3 separate regions of the Hordeum vulgare genome follow, and regions 1 and 2 are each linked to region 3. Evidence: chromatin contacts called from public Hi-C data. All regions are on one chromosome and are shown on one strand. Each heading gives the region's core, a stretch centred on a gene start, on an enhancer-like site or on the middle of the called end of the contact. The rest is flanking DNA. Distances are from core to core; before and after follow the strand shown. Region 1 has its middle 140 kb from the start of LOC123430236. Region 2 holds the start of LOC123426605 (OVARIAN TUMOR DOMAIN-containing deubiquitinating enzyme 12). Region 3 holds the start of LOC123426607.

The links. A called contact is a pair of places that touch in the nucleus more often than the background predicts.
Region 1: a Hi-C map of seedling shows a contact between it and region 3, with 3 times the contacts expected there. The contact joins the enhancer-like site here to the promoter of LOC123426607 in region 3. A contact is called at or near these places in 2 of 6 Hi-C or Micro-C datasets (leaf and seedling).
Region 2: a contact with region 3 is called in a Hi-C map of seedling, with 5 times the contacts expected there. The contact joins the promoter of LOC123426605 here to the promoter of LOC123426607 in region 3. A contact is called at or near these places in 5 of 6 Hi-C or Micro-C datasets (leaf, seedling and an unstated tissue) and 1 of 1 datasets of contacts at active chromatin or transcription factors (embryo).

The regions. Positions count from the first base shown.
Region 1 is chr2H:451,292,266-451,295,098 of MorexV3_pseudomolecules_assembly, forward strand. No RefSeq gene overlaps it. Among protein-coding and RNA genes, the nearest start is that of LOC123430236, 140 kb to the right of the region's middle. Within about 2 kb of position 1,431, at least 3 of the 3 cell types and tissues checked have open chromatin away from gene starts, as enhancers often do. A contact at or near this core is called in leaf and seedling, where this site is marked.
Region 2 is chr2H:451,467,528-451,470,253 of MorexV3_pseudomolecules_assembly, forward strand. It overlaps LOC123426605 (OVARIAN TUMOR DOMAIN-containing deubiquitinating enzyme 12), which reads right to left and starts at 1,399. Exons shown (of 10, transcript XM_045110467.1): 1 at 1,189-1,399. It also overlaps the pseudogene LOC123426604.
Region 3 is chr2H:451,732,715-451,735,414 of MorexV3_pseudomolecules_assembly, forward strand. LOC123426607 reads left to right here and starts at 1,291. Exons shown (of 7, transcript XM_045110476.1): 1 at 1,291-1,606; 2 at 1,749-1,842; 3 at 1,917-2,005. The coding sequence starts at 1,467.

The DNA.
Region 1 (2,833 bases), core at 181-2,680, 440 kb before region 3:
TGCTAAGTTACTACTATCTACTTAATTACTATCTTTTTTCATGTTTACTAGTCCCCTCTTATTGTGGGTTATATTTTGACAGTGATTTTAACTAACAAAATATAAGTTATACATAGGCAAATATTATCATTGAAAACTCCATTCAAATACGAATTCAACAATTTAACTTTTGATGACATGCATTAACATTTTGTTAGGCAATATAATCAAATTTTGACCCAGAAGAGGACTAATAAACGCATACGTATAGTAATGATGATAACGAAAGGAGTAGAAAGAACTCCGCAAAAAAGAAAAACTGTAGATGTTGTAGCGGTAGCGACGGGCACTGGCAACGATGTGACGAGAAATCTTTCCCGGCGGGTACCAATCCATCTCTTTCTCCTGTCCACACTTGAAATTTCACACACGCGCGGCAACTACTACCGACCTAAACCTCTCAACTAAACCAAACTTAACACATGCCTAGTCGAACCTGGAAACAACGTCAATCCATCTCGTAGCAAGTGGACAGGAAAATGGGGACGCATCCAAATTACGGGTGGTCCATATGCGTGTCCCGTCATTTTTCTGTAGGCGAGTCTATTTTAGTTGCTCGCAGCCAGGCGCAGTGCACGTCAAGCTATAATCGTGGTGGTGTCATTTGATGCCAACCTGCCATGCTTTCCTGAATGTGATTAGTGCGTCCGTTCTTTTCAGCTGAATTTGTTGAAGTTGACGGGATGGAGACGTCCAGTAGCTAGCTAGGGAGATAGAGGCCATCATACGGATGGAGTAGTAGCTTGTTTGAGCTATTGGATTGGATTGGGTGTTATACGACTTGACCATGAAATGGCTCATTAATGTAGTTTATTGAAGTGGTTGGACAAAACGTTGGTCTGGCCTAACGAGTGGTATAATGTGGAGATAAATCAACACAAAACCGTGGCGTCCAAACAAAATTTGTATAGCCCATCTTGTTCGACAAAGACGGTGAGAAGATAGACGTTGAAGCCTTTGTGCTTTTCTTGTGGAGCGAGCCACATCACGCTCACGGTGTCCGGTCCTGCGGTTAATCTTCTTGGTTCAAGCGAGGACGGTTGGACGAAAGTGACAAAGCAACCCTAGCAATGACTCGAGATGACACGGCACTGGCAGCTGGAATCCATCCATTCTTTGTCAACAAAGTAGACGACGCTGACGTGAAGACGTGACAAAATATTCGGCACATAATTGCATACGATGGAGCTTTGTTTTCTTGGTGACATGGACGGTACACTAGCATCCCCGCCCGGCTTATCTTGACCAGCAAAGGCAAAGGAAGTAGAGTAGTACTGGTGGTAGTGGAAGAGATAAATCGCACGCCGAGAGAAGAGAAGGCCGCCGCGCGGCGTGCATGCGGCCACGCCGCGTCTCGAAAGCCCCACCACGCACGGCACGGCACGGCACGGCGTATTCGCCGTTGGCTTTTCCTGGCGTCCTGGTCATCGTGCCGTGCTGCGGCGCCCACTGTTGAACAGTACGTGGCGCAGCTGTCGCATGCATGCATGCATGCATGTGTGTCACACGCTTGCCCCCCGGGTACAACAAACCGTGACAGCGGCACGGAGAGATTTTTTTTTTTTTTTTTTTTGAGGATACGGAGAGAGATTTTTGAGTACTCCATCTTTTGGTTCCAGCCTACTAGTTTGTCATAGGGTAAATTTCATTTTTGAAAAGCTGCCGAACAGAATCCCGCAGATACCGCTGTCCCTGTTACTTGCAATTTTTATCACTCCTCCTTTCATCAAAACTGAGCGGAGCAGAGCAGTGCGCCAGCAGCGATATGATATGTGATGTGGCCACCTGCCCGTCCGACTGTACCTGTACGCGTTGCAGTTGCTGCACCAAACAGAAAAGTGAAAGAAACCGAGTACAGTAGGAGCACCTCTGCCTCTATCTTCACTGCTTCCACCAAACGACAGGCGAGGCAGGCAGGACTACGTGCTGCGCTGCGCTGCCATGCATGGATCTGCATCTGCCAACTCACCCCGGTTGCCGCAGAGAAGGAACCAAACAAAACAAAACAATACACATGGCCTCACGGATCCTCACTGCTGGACGGGCATCCACTGCGAGACTAGTAAATAACTGTACGATTCATTGGCAGTTCGGCACGGTGCAGTATTGGTGATGCAAGGATTAGAAGCTGCCACTGCAAGCAGCATGGCGTCTCGGGCGGGCGCCCCTATGTCTCGCTCTGAGCAAAACAAAGGGAAGCTCTCGCTTCGGGGAGCCCCAGACGGGCCGGCCCGTCCGCGCAGGAGGACACTGCCTGCTTTTCTGTTTTTTTTTCTTCTTTTTGTTTTATTTTTGTATTTTTTATACTTTAAAATAGTATGTATCTATATATACACAAGGTAGTACATAAAACATGGGTTTACCTACACCCAATAGTAGGAGGTATTTTTTACAAGAAACAATCTTCAAAAAAACATTTAAAAAATGTTGAACAACTATCAAAACTGTTTTATAATTATTTTAAAATGTTAAATAATTAGTAAAAATGTTGAAAAGGTATTTGTAAAATATTGAATAGATTTTAGAAAATATGGAAAATTATAAAATAAAAATTGAATGAGTATTAAAAATTGTTTAATGAGTTTAGTAAATTTTGAACAATTAAACATTTTTTAATACTTAATGTGGAATGAGTATTTGATAAATGTTAAAGAAGTATTTGATAAATGTTTAATTGAATGAGTATTTTATAAATGTTTAATTGAATGAGTATTAAAAAATTGAATGAGTATTAAAAAATGAGTGGAATAACGGTCGTTTGGACTTAAGTTGATTCGCCCTAATGTTCTGTCAT
Region 2 (2,726 bases), core at 149-2,648, 270 kb before region 3:
ATCGGTGTATAATATTTGCGTAATCATTCTTTAATGTAACCAGGTTTGCATATGGCACGCTTAATATGCATTAACTTTTAACAAACTCAATGAAATATTCCCAAGGATCCCATATAGGTTATAACAATATATGGTATAAATATAACTACGTGCCCACTTCTACTGAAATTGGATCTGTATGCTTGAACCAATGATTGCGCATATATAATTAATATCTGATGATACGTGTGCAATATGGAAATAGATGTTGAGCTTAAAACAAGTACTCCCATGATTAATATCTAATGATGTGTGCAATATGGAAATGGATGTTGAGCGTAAAACAAGCACTCCCATGGTATAAGTAGACTAGGAGAGTCATGATTATAGAGCAGAGAATTGGGTGGTTAGTCTCATGGACATTGGCACATTGCAATATCTCTTCAATCAGAGTTTTGAACTAACTTATGTGCTATCTCTTCCAAAGCCAGTGAAGCCATATGTTTCAAAAATCTAAGAGAATTATTTTGGCAGGTCGAAGGGAGCTAGCCTAGTCAACTGTATCCACATGACACAATGGATCATACCTACCTATTGCTCCCACACAGAATCCTAGTGGCTGTTTGGTTCCCAGCTATGCTTCGCCGCACTTCAAGATGCAGCAAGATTCTCTTAGCCAAGCCCAATTGTGGCCAAGATTTTGTGCACGCAAGCTTAGAAAAGTTGGCAAAAAATATGTGGCACGCTATGACAAAGTTGGCTTCCGATTAAAGATGCCTTTTCCAGTCGCGACTAGCACCTCAGGATGTCCAATCCCACACACACAAAGCAAATCGTTGACTCCGCGTTTGAGCATTGATTGTGGCCGAATCCCAACTATACAAATTCGGACTCTAATCACCGGCAAACATCAAAATTTGCACATAGAGCAACTAAACACGCTACCTAAGCTCCGCCGACATTCCCAGATCGGGAGCAAGCGCGAGTGGTACCGGGGGGGGGGGGGGGGGGGGGGGGGGGGTGGCGGCAGGGACCTCATCGAGTTTGCATAGAAGGATACATCGCGAAAGAACCGTTATCTCCGACGGACTAGGCAAGATCTCCTAATAACTCAATCAATCTTCCTGCTATCGCGCAAAGAAATTCCCCCCAAGACCAAGGAAAATATTTCCCCAATCACGGGAGAGGCTCTAGAGCACTGGAGCATACCTGCGGCGGGATGAGCGAGGTATGAATTTGAGAGCGGCGGCGAGGAGGAGATTGGAGGAACGGGCGAGGTTCCTCGTTGAGGCGCTTTTATTTTGTGGGGCTTGGGTGGGTGGAGGTTGAATGGAAGAAACGGAAAGCGGATGCGGATGCGGATGGCGACGCGGAGTAAGTACGAACTGCGATTTGATTGCTTCCGTTGCGCTTCTAGCCCGCTGACGCGGTTTCTCACGCGTACGGCGTACCCACCACCGACCCAGCGCCGAAGAGCCGGTCATAGCATCTATCTGTACCAAAATAAATGTATTAGTTCTTTCCTACTATAATTATTTAGATATAGAGGGAATACAACCCGACTCGTCAAATCTGACACATGGACGTCTACAGACATGCTTGTTGATGCATTCACACATCTTTATATTTTACTTTTAACATTTATATATCTCATATTCGAATTCTCATATATGCAAAACCATACACGTGGATCGCATAAATCATTGTCGTACGTAAAAATGTTAGTACCGGACATAAATAGCGTTTACATAAAAAAAATTGAAGTGCATAATCAATCATCGACTCTTTAGTTTCCATTCACATATGCTTCATCATATTATTGAGTAGTTGCGCGTGCACGTGATGATGTCCAGGGCCGGTCCATACATATTCGGGGCCCTGGGGCGAGACGACAAAATGAGGTCCTTGTATACAAATAAAAATTAAGAGTATATTATATTTTGAAAGCAATTATGTACATAGCATAGATTGATGGTCGAAAGAACTACATCATAATAGTATGGAAATAATATAGTTCTACAAAAAAGCGTTCTTTTAAGTTGCACAAATCTTGCTCTTCTAAGTATGAAAACATTGTCAAAACTGATAGCAACTTGAACCATTTATTTATTTTTTTACTTTCTTTTCTCACAGATAAACATTTGTTAGAACACATATCACCAAATAATTGCAGAAAAACTGTTAATACATGGAACAAAAGCATTTGGATATGGGCATATGGCTTGATGTCCAATTGTCGATGGTGTTTCCCTGGATCCAATGAAGGTTCGAAGAACAGGCCAACAAAAGAGTAGGAACTAGGAAGAGAAGACTTGAAGATGTCGGGTGGAGCAATCAGAAGAGGAGGGGCGGGTTGTTTAACAGCGAATGAAAAGAGTACTTGATTAGGCTAAGGAGGGAGACGTACCATCTCTGATGTGGTGATGCCTCAAACGTCTATTGATGGGGAACACTGAGGATGCTATGAGAGGTGATTGGAGAAGGGAATAGCACCATCGGTCTCCATTAATGGATGCACGGGAGCACCATCTCGAAATTGGAAGTGAACGGAAGCGACGACGCTATTCTCCAGGATTGGAGAATTTGGGGGAGGAGCGGAGGAGGCAAGATTTTTTTAGGAGCCGAGGAGGCGAGATGACCGTAGGAGATCGATGGAGTGATGTAGCAGCATAGTGAACTAGGGACCGATTCTTTGGGTCCGGGAAAGCTAGCTATGTTGTGGGTTTGTATTTTTTTCTTCCTCCTAT
Region 3 (2,700 bases), core at 41-2,540:
AGGATGTTTCGACACATGTATGAGCTTGAGAACAAGAGAGGCATACACGCGCGCTCCTCCTCCGCCGCCCGCCTCGCCTCGTCACGACGCGCCGCCGGTTGCGGGAATGAGCCGAGCCGAACTAAATTTTTGCCGCGCACGACTGGTATACGAAAACTCGGAAGCCGGACGTTTTTGTTGTAGTGGAAACTGAACATGAACTGTCTGTTCGTTTCGTCTCCTTCGGCTCCCGTCGCTGGCCTCTCGCTCCTCTCCAAATATACGCATCCGAACTTCCTCTCGCCACCGGTTCCATTCTTTGTGCTGCTGCTACGTTCTTCCCCATCCCGACTTGCGACGTGCATCGTACGTCGGGACAGTAGGCCTCCGAAACTCCGTCTCTTCGACTCCTGTACGGGAGAAGGGTGATAAGGTTTTTGGGGAGCGCTCAGCGCGACTATTGGCTTTCATCACGAAAATCGACGACCACTTCCCGGACGACGACTTCTTCCCCGACGTCGACCACCTCCTCGGTAACATGGCCACTAACAACGCCAACACCAACCCTACTGCTGCTGCAACTCAGTACGTGCTCTTGTTCCTTTTGCTTGAGTTCCTGTCGCAACTTCTTGCTCTAGTTTCTCTTCTAGTTATGTTCCGTTTCTGCTCATCTTTTTAGATGCCTTCTTGTGTATATAGAACGACTCTATATATTTTCTCTTCTAGATCATATGTGCACATGTCTTTTCTTGTCTCATCTTTATATTATCTGTCTTGTTTCATCTCTATCATGGTAGTCATGTTTTATCTACTTTTTTTGTTAATAAAGTCCTATGATAAATTGCTCATATTTTCAACAATCAGCCATGACGGGAGGATGGCGTACGGAGGGGGTGGCGGGGCGTGGGAGGGTTTTGAGAGAAAATGAAATGTAACGGGGCGTGGGGATGGGAAAACTGTGCTGCTTTGTGCCACCGACGGGCGGGCCATGGAAGGACAAGCGCGCGTCCAGCCCGTGCGCGCAGCGTTCGTTTCATCTCAAAACCAAACCAAGTTTAAATAGGAAATGGATCAAAAACGGATAAAAAAGGGACAAAGGTTCGTTTCCGCGCGCTCTGAACCGTATGAACGTATGTGTTTTGTCCCAAACGGACGCGAGGAACAGGATGGATCACGAGCTAGAGTTGGCCTCAGCGGCGATTTGATGATCCGACGACTGGGGCCGGTGTTCATGTCGACTGCGCGCGTGTCACATGCTACTCACACCACGTTAGACCACACCAGGCCAGAGCCACAGGAAAAACAAGCGGAGCGAAGCGAGCCACAGCCACCGGAAACGAAACGAGACACACGCCCCACGCCCCACGCCGTTCGCCCACTCCCCGCCCAGCCGTTCCCGTCGCCACCCTTCGCCGACGCGGGGGCAAGAGAAGAAGCGGAAAGAGAGAAAGCGTCCCCCACCCCGCGCGGATCCCGCGACCGGGCCCATGTCCCCCTCGACACTGCTCGTCCGGCCACCGGCGCCGGCGAATCCGTCCCTTCCGCCTCGTCGGTGCGCGCCCGTATCAGCAGCGGCAGCGACGCTCCGCACGTCTCCTGCCGCCTCCTCCGTGGCTCACTTCTCTAGGTTTCTCTCCCCGTCTCCCTCCCTTTCTCACCTGGTTTCTGCTCTCGTCGACCGAGTGATCACTGCAAAATTATGCGTGTAATAATGAACGGGTATTTCGTCTTACTTTGCATTGACACGATTGTCCCTTATTATTACGCAGGCTGCGAACCAAGTGCAGGTTTGCTGCCCCCGGTGTGAGAGAAGATTACTCTTCTACGCCAATCGATGTCGTAGCCGACGTGAAAACAGAGAAGGCATGAACTTGACTACTTGATGTATGTTTCTCCAATAAGATTGGATTTCCTGAAATACTTCCAAATGCTTGCAGATTGTAGTCTTGGGAGGAAGTGGATTTGTCGGTTCTGCTATATGCAGAGCTGCAGTAGCTAAAGGCATTGAGGTTGTGAGTCTCAGCAGGTACATCTTTTCCCTTACCCTTTTTTCTTCTAGAAACACAGTACAAATCACAAACACTACACTCACCCCTATGAACATATGCACCCATGCCCTATCCCTATGAGCATCTCTCGGAGACCGAGATATCACATCTTGAGATTGACAAAGTCACCACAAACGTGTCTCCCACTGAACGAACATCGTCGGAATTCTTGGAATAAATCCAGGAAAATGTGAGCACCCGAGCCAAGTCTAGAATTTGAACCTGGGTGGGCTGGTTCCACCACAAGGAACCATCTGAGCTACGCTCAATTCTTTTTTTTTTTTCTCTTATCGTTTGTACAAACTTTATGTATGTATACCTCTTCCTGCAAAATACCTCAAGTGGGTTGTCCATGTAGTGCACGTTATCAATCCAGCAAATTCATTTTCCAGAGACCAAATTCAAGACACACATCCCATCTGAAGCCTCCCTGCTCAGCACCTTGATCCTTCTAACTCTGTGTCAGATTTTTTTTTTTAGTGAAGTACGACGGGCATCTTAACCAAATGATAGAATCAGGATACAATGAGGTACAGTGGCAGTACAAGCACACACACCACCACTACAGTAGGAGCAACCAAAGAAAAGGAACAACAAGCCCAAGACTCTCCCAGCCAATTACTTAACGAGGAGCACCAACAGTACTGCCAAAGGCATCACTCTGCTGAGCAGA